Linked DNA regions of Rattus norvegicus: region 2 is linked to region 1. Evidence: chromatin contacts called from public Hi-C data. All regions are on one chromosome and are shown on one strand. The core of a region is the stretch at or near the end of the contact, and the rest is flanking DNA. Distances in the headings are between cores, read along the strand shown.

The links. Hi-C and Micro-C count contacts between places; a contact is called where the count stands out from the background.
Region 2: a contact with region 1 is called in a Hi-C map of kidney, with 8 times the contacts expected there. The contact joins two enhancer-like sites. A contact is called at or near these places in 6 of 12 Hi-C or Micro-C datasets (the A7r5 cell line, the Rat2 cell line, Schwann cells and 3 more).

Annotation. Positions count from the first base shown.
Region 1 is chr11:38,944,198-38,950,726 of GRCr8, forward strand. No RefSeq gene overlaps it. Among named protein-coding and RNA genes, the nearest start is that of Adamts5, 410 kb to the left of the region's middle. Within about 2 kb of position 2,919, at least 2 of the 93 cell types and tissues checked have an H3K27ac peak or open chromatin away from gene starts, as enhancers often do.
Region 2 is chr11:39,302,352-39,309,158 of GRCr8, forward strand. No RefSeq gene overlaps it. Among named protein-coding and RNA genes, the nearest start is that of N6amt1, 770 kb to the right of the region's middle. Within about 2 kb of position 3,825, at least 6 of the 93 cell types and tissues checked have an H3K27ac peak or open chromatin away from gene starts, as enhancers often do.

The DNA of each region.
Region 1 (6,529 bases), core at 1,669-4,168:
CCATGATGACTAAGGATGTTGAACATTTCTTTAAACGCTTTTCAGGTATTTGGTACTTATCAGTTGAGAATTCTTTGTTTAGCTGTGTATTCCAGCAAAACTCACTGGAGGAAATACAAGGACAAAGAGTAGAGCAGGGACTGAAGAAAAGATCATCCAGAGATGACTCCCCTGGACATCCCCCATGCAGCCCCCAAACCCAGTCATTATTGATGAAGCCAAGAAGTGCTTGCTGACAGGAGCCTGATATGGATGCCTCTTTAGAGGCTTTGCCAGAGCCTTACTGATACAGGTGAGGATGCTTGCAGCTAACCATCGGACTGAAAAAGGGGACTCCAATGGAAGAGTTAGAGAAAGGATTGAAGGAGCTTCACAGAAAGAGGGACAGGGAAAGGGGACAGGGGAGGAGGGGAAAGGTGATAACATTTGAAATGTAAATACAAAAAATTATCCAAGGGGGAAAAAGAGTTTCAAACCTATGAGCCAGGTGGCCTATAGAAATAGAAGCTGATAAAGATAACTAGAGAATCGTTGAGTGTGACCCTTAAAGAGGTTTGAAATGCCACGTGCTTAGAACCTGGGCAGACATTGTTTGTCTTAGCCAGTGGATCGTCAGAAATGATGCCTTGTGATTTCCAATCCTGAGCCTCAAATGGCTACATATTCCCTGGAGAGAGTCAAATCGCCATGAACAATGACCAGCTAATCCTGGCACAGAAACTACATGAAGAGGCCAAAGGACCCAACTCCACCCACCCACCCCCAATAAAACAAGTATTGCTAGAAATCTAAAACAAACATGACTCCTCCACCAAATTCTTGGTTTTAGAATTGAGTATGAAACCATGATACGTTAATGTCTTTAGTTTCAAACATGAGCTAATTGAATGGAAATGATTTCTTGTTCAGGTTGGCACGTCTTTGACAGGTGAGGCAGCACTGGTGGGTTGAATGTTCCTGATCAGTATCTGTCTCACGAAGACAAAAGAAGTGATAAGTATGCAACATTTCCAGAAGACCTGACTCAACTCCACAGAACTCAACAGGACTACTTTGTGTGCTCGGCACCACCCAGCTACCAGCAAAATATTTATTAAATGTAGAACATGGCTTACTGTATTAGTATGAAAAATCTTAATTTTATATGCTATTTTAGAGAATGACCCTTGAAAAAGAAGTGACAATCAAAAGCAATTAAAATTTTCAGTGCTTTCATTTTTAAACTTAATTTTAGAAATTGTAATTTATATAACTACTAATGTTAAAATATTCCCCCTTTGTACAACCGTTATTATGCTAGAGATAAAATTTTGTTTTATTTAAACAGTGTTAGGAGCTGTCCTTTTGTAGAAATGAGGCACAAAACATCAAGAAAAAAGGATTTTGTTACAAGATAAGACACTTGAATATTATTTATGCTTTTATTTTCTTCACATACTTTAAAAAAGAAGTACAGAAGAGGGGAAATCCACAAAGTAAATTCTGCAAAAGAGTAAACTTGTAAATACATGTGTGTGTGAGCAGGCATGCATGTGTGGGTGAACGTGTACACACATGCACGCACACACATTCTCTCTCTCTCTCTCTCTCTCTCTCTCTCTCTCACACACACACACACACACACACACCCTCACATACACACACACACATCAAATATAATCCAAGATAGTTGACAGTTGCAATCCAAATAGTTATCTCTCTGAATTGCCTTTCACACTCACTAGTTTATGTGTGTAACTAGCAATCTTGGGTTATGAATTGTGAAGTAATTCAGTTTTTTGAGCAGTATGATTTATTTTTCTAATAATAACTATAAAGAAATGTATACCATGCTTTTGGAAAATCATTGGCTCCCTAGAAAATCTGAACAACTTTGGGATTTCAGGAAGGTATTATTTTCTTAATTGTGTAACATATTTAAGAAAAGAAACGTACTCTTCACTTTCAACATACTTTACGACATATTTACCAGTGACTTCCAATGTAAGTTTTACGCTATATAGTTTCAATATGGAGTCACTTCATTCCCCAGGCTCTAATGTCATCATCTGTCCTGGTGGGAGTGTAAAATCAAGAAACATTTTATAAGAAAAATGATGTGAACAACTTCATTACTAAGGATTAGTTGTTTCTTGAATTTCTGTGAAGAATCATGGCTGATTTGCAAAACACACCTATATCATATTGCAATGCTTCACTCAAAAGAATTGTTTGTGCAGCTATCTCAGAAGGAATGAACTGACATTTCCAAAAATAAAAAAATATATATTTTTATACAATTGAGGTTAGAGAAATTTAGTAAGAGACGGTTAGTTCAAATCATTTTAAAATAAGACTATTTAGTCCTGTTTATTAGACCACTGGGGCTTCCATAAGAAATACTATAAATAGGGTTTCTTAAATATATTTGCTTACAGTAATTTCAAAATAGAGGATGTGAGTCTTCTTGGCGTGAGTCATTTTCCTGAGTTACAGATGACTGTGTTCTGTCTGTAGACTTATCAGATCAAAGCTCTAAGCACATGATTTTTTTGAACCCTAATTCCTACCTCCTTCAAATACAACAGCTTTGGGTTAAGGACTATCAACTTCAAATTTTGTCAGACATTGGATTCTGTCCATAGCACTGCACTGCTCATAAACTCAATTTCATGACCTTATCGCATACGAAATGCAGTTATTCTTTGCTTGTTCCAATATCAACTGTAAGCGCTAGAGTCTCGAGGCAAAAGAATAGTTTTCTTTGGCTTGGTGTCTCTTGCTCCCAGCCATCTCCACCCTGTTTCTGAGGTAGGAGTGCAAAGAATATAATCTCTTACTGCTGGAGGCTCAGTTCCTCCCATTACATAAAGACCACACATACCATAGCTTTACTGAAGACATAAGATTCTGCAGCCTCACTTAAGTGCTACAGCCTAGTTCATTCCATCATTCCATAGGACTTCCTCCATTCTGTTATTTCCAAATGGTGGTGCTTCTCTAGATATAATCACATTTCTTCCCTTGAGATGGCTCATTTAGCTGATGAATTATATACATGCTCTTTTTTAAAAATCAGATATCATTTACTCTGTCCTCACAAGCTCAGATGTTCACAATAAAATACAAAGGACTGGGGTCTTAGATGATCTGAATGTATTGGCCCACATATGTGCAATCCAGAAGTCCACTCAACTCCTGGGTTTCTGGTTGTTGTTTTCTCAGCATGTCTTCTCATGCAGATGCAAGCAGAGCCCTCTAGTGTCTTTTATTATAATGACACTAATCCTATACTATTAACCTCTGCAATGAGTATTAAAGCTTCAATTTACATAATATAAGGGGTAATCATTTAGCTCTTAACAGCATGTTTTCTCTGCTGACACAGCACTTTTCAGTTTTTGGATTTTTAGTTTGATGTTTAATCCTACCAGAATCTCTCTCACCATTCTAAGTTTCTCAACCCCACATGACCTTCAGAAGGTCTTGTAATGTATACATTAGAACTATTTCCTCGGCACAAAGCAGAGAGTGTAGCTGTGTGTTAACTATCTGTTGCATTCCATCTGCCAATGCTGCGTACTAATTTTTTCATGTCTGCTTTACATGTGGTTTTGTGCTGAATGGGCCTTCTCTGTTTGCTTCCTAGAATTTTTAAATATAGTAGTAGTTCTACCAAGCCATAGGACATTTTCTGAATACCTGTCTCCCTTCTATACTTTAAGAGACTCACAAAGTAAGTTACCTCTGTATATTTCTGCTTATTGGAGTAAAATTCTGCTAAATATCTAGTTTTGATACAATCGTTGATTGATGCACGGTTAATCTAATGCAATGTAATGACTTGACTCATCACCTAATCATATAGTGTTCCCACTATGATGGACTATCTCCTTATTTCTTTAATAAGGAAAGTAACTAATACAGATAATTAGGAACAATAAAGTTGGGTGTTAATGAATTTAGCCTAAAGCATGGGCTTTACATGTTTAGAACTGGTTTGTGGGAAGAGTGAGGAGGAATTTGAAGCCACAAGTTTGAAAGTCCCTAGAATGCTATACACATTGCTAGAGGAAGATTATGGTGGGAGTACAGGAGAGAACAAGGCCAGGAGAAAAGTAGAAAATGATGGCCTGATCCCTACATTTTCTATTCATTCATTCATTCATTCATTCATTCATTCAGTCTGTCTAATCCAATATATAGGCATTTCAGTCTCCCCTCCATCCCATGTTTCCCCTCAGATCCCATATCACCTCTCCTCTCCCACAGATCCACTGTTCCTCTATTTCCCTTCAGAAAAAAGCAAGCCTTCTTGTGATATCAAACTTGGTACACTAAGATTCAACAAAACTAGGCACATGCCCTCAGTCAAAACTAGATGAAGTCCCATGAGCTGGCAAAGAAGTTAGAGACACCCCCCACTGCCATTGTCCAACAAAACCTCAAGCTAAAGAACTACGACATGTATGCAGAGGACTTGGTGCAGAACCATGCAGGATCCATTGTGACTGCTTTAGTCTTTGCAAACTCCGATGAGTTCCGGTTAGTTGGTACTGATGGCTGTGTTCTGGTGTCCTATACTTCTAGTTTTTAAAGGGACACAAGGACAGTTCCACTTGATGCTAGGTGATGAGGTCGTTCTTATTACATTTTAGCAAAACGCTGCACATATTGTATTCTCTCTGAGTCCTTAGAACCTGAGTCAGAGTGAGGTCACGGGCATGAAGTTGAGACAGACGAAATCTCAAGACCACAGAATTTAAGCTATGTCATAGTTGCTGGTCAGTTCGCATCTCCAGCCCGTCTGTGAAAGAGCAGGAAGTGGAAGAAAGCAGATTTGAATATGTAGCGGGAAGGAAGGAGTCTAATGTTGTAGCCAGACAAGGCTCAAGAGACTGCTCAGAAGTTAAGCTGCAAACTATTCTTGCTGAAGACTTGATTTTGGATGTCCAACATCCAGAAGATATGGGCAACAGTTTCCTCTAATTTTGACTCCAGGGGACCTGATATCTCTTGGTCTCTGCAAGCACTTGTGTTCACACGCACTTACTGATACACGGGTACACTCATACACATAACTAAAAGTAACAAAAATGCATAAAGAAGAAAGTTACAGAAAGAATAGGTACTCAGAAAACACCGGCAACCATTAAGTGAATTAGCACCTTGGTGTCTTTTCTGCTGGCATGCTTCGAAAACAAGACCCAACACGAGAAAGGTTCCAAATTATAAAAGGCCAAATTACCTGGCAATGAGAGAGCCTGAACTGAAAGTGTCATGAAAGGACATCTCTACTAAAGAGCAAACCTCTTGAGAAATGTTCCCCAAGTTCAGCACATGCCAAGTCGATATAACTGTGGCCCCACATGATTAGACTACTTCTCAAAATTGCAACAAATTTAGCAGTACTGTCTATTTCTCTATGCGGTATTTATTTTACACATGTAAAGATACAAGAGCAAGTGGACAAAGGCCATGTTCCCAAGAGCAAATACTATCTAGAACTGTATGGCAAGGTGTCAGGTCCTACAAGGAGGTCTAGAGGAGTTATTGAATGAAGTGAAGTTTATGTAGAAATGGAGACCCCATGTTATTAGAGATATAAGGAACGTTGACATCTACTGAATTAAGGTACAGCCATGAATATGAGCTGGCTTGAGGGAGAAGCTGTGTGTGATGCACGCAATAGAACTGGAGAGGAGGGGCTATCTAATACTGTGAGGCTACAATTACTCCATTGCAAATCTCAGCTGGGAAGCATAGAGTTATAGGACTTAGGACTCTCTCTCTCTCTCTCTCTCTCTCTCTCTCTCTCTCTCTCTGTGTGTGTGTGTGTGTGTGTTTCAATAAAACTTTCTAAAAAAGTCATATTATCTACTATTTAGTCATTGCAAACACCTTTCTTTCATAAAAATTGGTTATTTTATCCATTTACATTTCAAATGTTATCCTCCTTCCCAGTTTCCTCTCCACAAGCCCCCTATCTCCTTCTTCCTCCCCCTTGCCTCTGTGAGGGTGCTTCCCCACTGGCCCACCCACTCCTACTCCGAGCATTCCCCTATCCTGGGTCATCAATCCTCCACAGGACCAAGGGGATTCCTTCCCAGTGAGGCCCTGCTTTGGCAATCCTTTGCTACATATCCAGCTGGAGCCCCTGTGTACTCTTTGGTTGGTGATCTAGTCCCTGGGAGCTTTGGAATCTGGTTAGTTCTTATTGTTGTTCTTCCTATGGGGTTGTAAAACCCTTCAGCTCCTATAGTCTTTGCCCTAACTTTCCCATTGGGGTCTCCACGCTTAGCCTACTATTTGACTGTGTACATCAGCATCTGTATTGGTCTGACTCTGGCAGAGATTCTCAGGAGACAGATATTCCAGGCTCCTGTCAGCAAGCACTTCTTGGCATCAGCAGTAGTGTCTGGGTTTGGTGTCAGCAGATTGGATGGATCACTAGGAGGGGTAGTTTCTGGAGGGCCTTTCCTTCAGTTTCTGCTCCACTCTTTTCCCCTGCATTTCCTTTAGACAGGAGGAATTCTGGATTAATATTTTT
Region 2 (6,807 bases), core at 2,575-5,074, 360 kb after region 1:
GGGGTGGGAACATCCTTGTGGAGACAGGGAGAGGGAGAGGAAGTATGGGATGTGGAACCCCTCGGGAGGGGGGTGGACCTGGAGTGGAATAATATCTGGAGTATAGAAAGAAAGAAAGAAAGAAAGAAAGAAAGAGAGAGAGAGAGAGAGAGAGAGAGAGAGAGAAAGAAAGAAAGAAAGAAAGAAAGAAAGAAAGAAAGAAAGAAAGAGAGAGAGAAGAGAGAGAGGAGAGAGAGAGAGAGAGAGAGAGAGAGAGAGAGAGAGAGAGAAAGGAAGAAAGGAAGGAAGGAAGGAAGGAAGGAAGGAAGGAAGGAAGGAACCTTATTTTATTGGTCTTACCAAACAAGTTCTATAGACATGATTTTCAATAAAGCAGTAGTTTAATAGTAAACAATGAGAATGTGTAGTTGGAATATTCACAGGTGAAATCAAGCTGTGCTCTCACAATAAAATGTGGTCTTATATTCTTTACTTCCTAATCTTAGTCACTGTAACCCTTTTTAACAATGACTAAAGATTCAAGCATGTGCATTTGATGAGAAAATATTTCTAGGAAATATATAACCAAGCTGGTATGTTTATAAAATAATTTAGTAAGTTTAATAAGTTATAAAAAACATTAGATATGTTTAGGACTTGTAAGGAGCCTTTCAGATGAGGGTTCAACATCTCCCTGAACTGAGGAAATATTTGTCTTCTACCATACGCCATACTTCAAGCAAGTCCTTGTGCCAACCTGTATGTGACACCATGAGATTCTTTTCTGCCTGCCAACCTGAAGTATGTCATGTCTTCATCAATTACTGGATAGTCTTGATGTGTTCAATTTGTTTTCTAGACTATAATTTCAATGCTATTTTATATATCGATATTTCTAAATTATTTCATCATGAAAATTGCTTTCAATATTCCTGAAAAATTCAATCATTTCAAAATAAACTACTTGGGTTTATCATTGCTGTGTTTGTAAAAAAAAATATGGCAAATTCATTATGATTTCATTCTCCAGAAAGTTATGAGCAGTGTGTTTGTTTGTGTGTGTGTTTCTTCATTCAACATTTTTAGTTGTCTATAGTTTTCTATAATGTAAAGCCTTATGAGTGTCCCTCCATTTGTGTTAGCATGTCTATTAATGTGGTTAGCATTTCTATGTTCAGATAGCCATACTGGTGACACCTCATAGGTATAACTTCTCAAATTTCTAAGAGGCACAATGTCAAACCCAACTTCTGATCCCTCTGCCTCTACCATCTTCCCATACCCTAACCCACTATTGTGATCAAGTTTTCAGATACAACAAGAACAAGAAAAAGCAAAGGAACGTTTATAAGATACATATCTAACTACATGAGTTAAGTTTAGTCTTGACAAATCAATGTTGCCTGGAGAAAAAGTATGCAATTTCCCTTGGGATAAATTTTATCAACTTCTATCATTCATACAGCAAAATGCCCCTTTAATCAATGAGCTCGCAATTCAACATGTGTGTTACTTCACATTTTTTAAACTTTCTTCGTGAGCTTCCTTCATACAATGTGCCTTGTTTATAATCACCTTCCCCTAAGCTCTTCTCAACCCCATCCCCTTCCCTGTCCACTTTATTTGGCATCCCCTTGTCCACCATCAAGGCCAAATTGCACTACATAAAATTTCTTGGATGTGCTACCTCCCACTGGAGAATGGTCAACTTATTAGAGAGAAACCTGGACTACCCTTACCCAGTAACTGAGAACAGTTCCTCCATTGCCCTGAGGAGGAAATGGGTCTATGTCTACAGATAAAGACTGAGCAATCTGTTATCTTCCTCACTTTCACCATTGTGGGTCCCTGTGTGGATCCTCATCTACTACAATCAGGAGTTTCCCAACTGTTGATTGATTAATGCCTTAATCTATTGTTATAATGATAGGTCATTAAGAGATGGTTTACTATTGTTATTTATTATCATAATAATGCTAGTTTACTCTTGCCTTCTTTTCTTATATTTTATTGACAAATATTATTTACTTACTATTTCATTGTAAACTCCACAAATATATGCAATATATTTTGGTCACGTTAACACAAATCTGATGTGCCTAAAGACCACAATGCCATAATATCCATTGTCTTACCATCTTTTTCTTATTGTCTTTTTCTCACGTACACAATGTTCTCTGGGCCTCGGGGAGGGTATAGACATCGCAGTTGTGAATAATCCTTTAACTGTCATGTATTTTCAGCACTCTGGCCAGTTATGACTCTGCAGTTACCCATTACCCACTGCAATGCATGCATCTTCATCCAAAGCAGATGGCAGCACTAAGCTCGGGGAATAAATATGTTTATTTAGAATGCCATTTGGAGGGAAAATCATGTCCACTTAGCACAAAACAACAGCAGGTTTTTTTCCTACTATAGACTTTAAACATGTCCCTAGTCCATGTTTACAGTTCCAGGCATAAGGAGCCTACTGAAAGGCTGACCTCAGATCTGATCAGAGAGAGGACAATTACCTCCTAAACAAACTTTTCAAATACTGCACCAGTGAGCTTATCAGACAATGCTACTTGTTTCTTTGGTTTCTTTCTTTGTTTCTTTCAACTGGTTTTGTTCTTCATACATCTTGGGTAGAGGTATTGAGAGCAACTCTCCTAGCAGTCTTTATAGCATCCTTTGGTACTATGAGGGCTAGACACCAAGGAAGAAAATCCCACCTCACACCCAGCTGGTGTTCTCTATATCTTATACAAATGCATATGGTGCCTAAAACACTAGGGTGTTAGTATGTGTTTCTAGTGGGCAGCCCACAGTGGCAATTGCTTATATTGTCCTGGGGTTCTCAGAGACCTCCCCATGCAACAACTTATAAACTCATAACTTCAATAATAACCCATGGCTTCAAAATTTTGAACTCAAGAAGAAGCACAAGAAAACCTGAGGAGTAAGAGAATTAAAAAGTAATATTAGAAAGCAAACATTTGAAGTCACAAACCCTAATGGGTAGATGAACCAGGTACCCAGCACACTTACCAAGCATATCTTATGTAACAATTGAGTCAAACTTCATTTTTTTTCTTTCAAGATATGTTCAAAGATCCTCATGGACCAGAGTCCCATTTTCTGTATTCCTGAAGAACTAGCAATTCTTTAGGATCAACCTTACCTCTTATTCTGTGTATGAGTTCACATTCCATTGCTAAATTATGTTTTCTAATCTGGTTCCATAACTACCTTATACAGCAGTCTCATTTATGATAGAGGCATAATTGAAGCAATCAGAGTGATTGACTGGACACCTACAATATGCCAAGAAGTCTTCTGAATGATCTATGTCGAGTGTTTCCCTGAATTTTCACAATCACTCCATTGTAGTTGTTCACAGTTACCTCAAAGTGTTATACTAGATTTACTCATTTAGTATATGGCCAAGCTAATTTTTCATCCAAATGACTCCAAGGTTCAAATCCTTAAAAATAAATCTAGGACACCTTCACTCTAGTTGTTTGGATTCACAGTTTCTTACCATATAATATTACATTGTTATACTATTGATTTGACAAACTTTCAGATTGTTTTAACCTCTGAATCTGCATTTTTTTTCAGGTTTGTGAAGTAGTATTCTATAACATGTAGGGTGAGTCTTTTATATTTGCCAGAAGTGTTTGCAAACATCAAACATAATATGAAATAAAGCATTGCTGTTCTACACCTTTAATACCAATCAGACATTTCCCCCAGACTACCTTAAATATTGACTTTACAAAACTGGCCATGATTAATGTAATAAGCAGCCAAGACAGTTTACTCTATGATCTCTGCATGACATCTAGTGGTTGAAGTTGGAATATTTAAGGAAATGACCTTGTGCCAGAAAACCCATGTTAGTTGAGAGTCCTCGGGCTCAACATAAAAGGAAGAGTGACACAGAGTTCTCTCACTTCTAAAGTCTGGTGAGAAGGAACCCTTGATCCTTTTTATTTCTCTCTCCATGTGTCAAAACACAGTAATCTGCCCTTGTGTTAAGCAATTTCTGCTCACTGGGGCCTGTGAAACTTTATTTGCCTGTAGTTGGTACTCACTTCTGATGGTTATGACTCTGGTAATCATTATCACATGCAAAAAATGAACAAATCCTTTCAGTTCTGTTTCTTCGTCTCTGTGCCACAACAAACTTTCTGTGGCTACGGAGAAGTTTTATGTAATCTGCATGCACATAATAACATTGCTGACTTTATTATTTTAGATTTTCCAAAAGTACATCTGTTTTGATCTCTCTAAAACGTTATAAACAAGAAATTTCTAAATTTTGAGTCATAACAATGTCCCTTGTTTTTTATCTTCTGATATAAGATTTGGAAAGAGCTTCCAGTAACTTTGAGTCAGCTTACATGACTGACAATACAAAGTGGCACATGACACGCTTGTGTCCAAGTAATTGGCACACTAGTGCTGTGGGAAGCAGGCAAGGACCTGAAGTCCAACAGTCAAAGACAAGGTCCCAGAGAATGAGTGACCTGAAACAAGCTGCCGCCCATGAACCTGTGCTCCTACAGAGGGACCTGACACTGCTCATCGTATCGTCTTCTGGTTCCTTCATCCATACAACAGAAGACCACATTACCACAGTTTCATGTGATGAAGATCACCCTAGCATGTGTAAAATTAAGAGTCATTCTAACTATAAGTGCAGAAAGAAGTATTTAGATCAAAAGTTGTCCCTGAGTATGCACAAAGGAATGCAGGCCAGCAGAGAAAATAAGTGACAACCAAAGTTTATTTCTTACATCATAACACACTGAAGAGAATCTGAAAAGCACTCATAAACGTTTTCTGCATCAATCTGGCAATTACCATAAATCCTACTTTTAAAAATTTTACCGTCAGAGCTCTTTTCTGGAGTTTTTTTTAAAGAACTTTTAATGTAAGTATGTCTGATCCAGTGAATATATGTACACCATGTGTTTGCAGGAGTCTTCGGAGGGAAGAAGAGAACCTTGGATCCTCTGGAGTCAGAGTTGGCATGGGTGCTAGGAACCAAATCCACTGAGTCCTCAGCAAGGGTATAAGTGCTCTTAACCCCTGAACCATCTCTCCAGATTCCTACCTGAACTTGCAGGGTCATGAGATGTATTATATTTATTTTCTTTGTGGTTGTTATGTGGAGCTCATGCCTTGACAAACATGAGGAGGCCAGAGGACAACTCGTTCCAGTTGGGTCTCTCTCTTTCCACCCTGTGAGCCCAGTTTTCAGAATCAAGTTTTATCAGTCTTGGCAGCAAGAATCATCTCGCCATGGCTAAACACCATATTTTCAGGTTCTGTTATTCCTAAATATTCTTTTGTACTGTGACGTAAGCAAAATTATGCATCATGTTTCCTGAATTCATGCTTATTTTAATATAAACAAAAACCAACACTGTGATATTACCGGAATCTCAGTAACTTTGCAATGGGGGAAAAAGTAAGCAATAATTATTTAGAATTTCAAAGTCTATTGTTCAAGATTATGATATCAGCAAACCTGAAATTCGCCTCTGGGATAAAGAGTAAAAGAAGCAATCACTCTGCAAAGGCTCAAAGAGGACTTTTGTTGAAGAGGTGGGTTTCCCGTGGTCTTTGAAGTGGGTTCTTGTTAAATCTAGGGACCTTGTGATGAATGAACTAGAAGAGAGATTGCTGACAGATCAAAATCCTACAGTGGTTGTTTTGTCCTTTGGTTTAAGAAGGTTGATGATTATTAAGCTCCTTACCTAACAGTCTTTGTTCCTAACCCAAGTATCTGCACTAGAAAGAGAAAAGTAGTAAAGGCATTTGTCGTTGCCACTTAAATAGACTCTCTTCTGTCCTTCCATGTGTTTTCTTACCCGAATACTGTATATATCAGTCACTGAAATTATTTATGAGAATGGATTTGGTGTTTGTGCAGGTTTTACTATAAAAGAATAGACGGGCAAACAGATGGAAACACATGAGTGTGTGTTCATGAATATGAGTCAGGAGGGCTCAACTTTTGCCTTCTTGGAATCATTTAGTTTTAAAAGGCAGTCTCTGCCCCTCTGTTATTTATCAGCGTGAGATAGCTGACCGATTTAAGTGCTGATCTTATGCAAGTCCACCCTTGATATTTAACAGACCTGAACTGAACAAAGCACACTCAGTTTGACTCATTTTAAATATTTAGTTACTTTTTAACTCCATGTAAACTTTCTGGTTAAACCTTATTTCAAATAGTGAAATAATTATAGCCTTAATGTCCTGTCCGGTTTAGGACAGTTTTTCCTGATAGGCTGGAGTGATGGCTCAGTGGTTGAGAGCAGTGGCTACTCTTCCAGAGGACTTCAGTTCAATCCCTACCTTGTTATTTATAAGGTAGTAAATAACTACCTGAAACTCCAGTCCCAGATGATGCAGTGTCCTCTTCTGGTCTTCACAGGCACATGTAGCCTAAACACACATCACACAAAATAAAAAGAAATAGAATCTTGAAAATCATACTGAAAATCACATTTGCAATTAATGAATTATATGTTTAATTGAAATATATGATATAATCTAAAATTTGAGGCACACAATTATATACTATGTGGACTTGGACTCTATGCTTCTTGAGATTTTTATCTCTTCCTCCTTTCTTTGATTGCTACTTTGTAAAACCTCTTCATTCTCTTAAATAGTCAGGAACAGATTTGTAAACATCCAGGAGCAGCTAACTGCCAGCAAAGTCACCAACCCTTTGAGCGTCCTAATTTTTAAAATTAGTTGTCATAACTTGTAAGTCACATTAGAAGCTCCATCCTCTTTGTTTATTCTTTGTTTCTTTTTAAG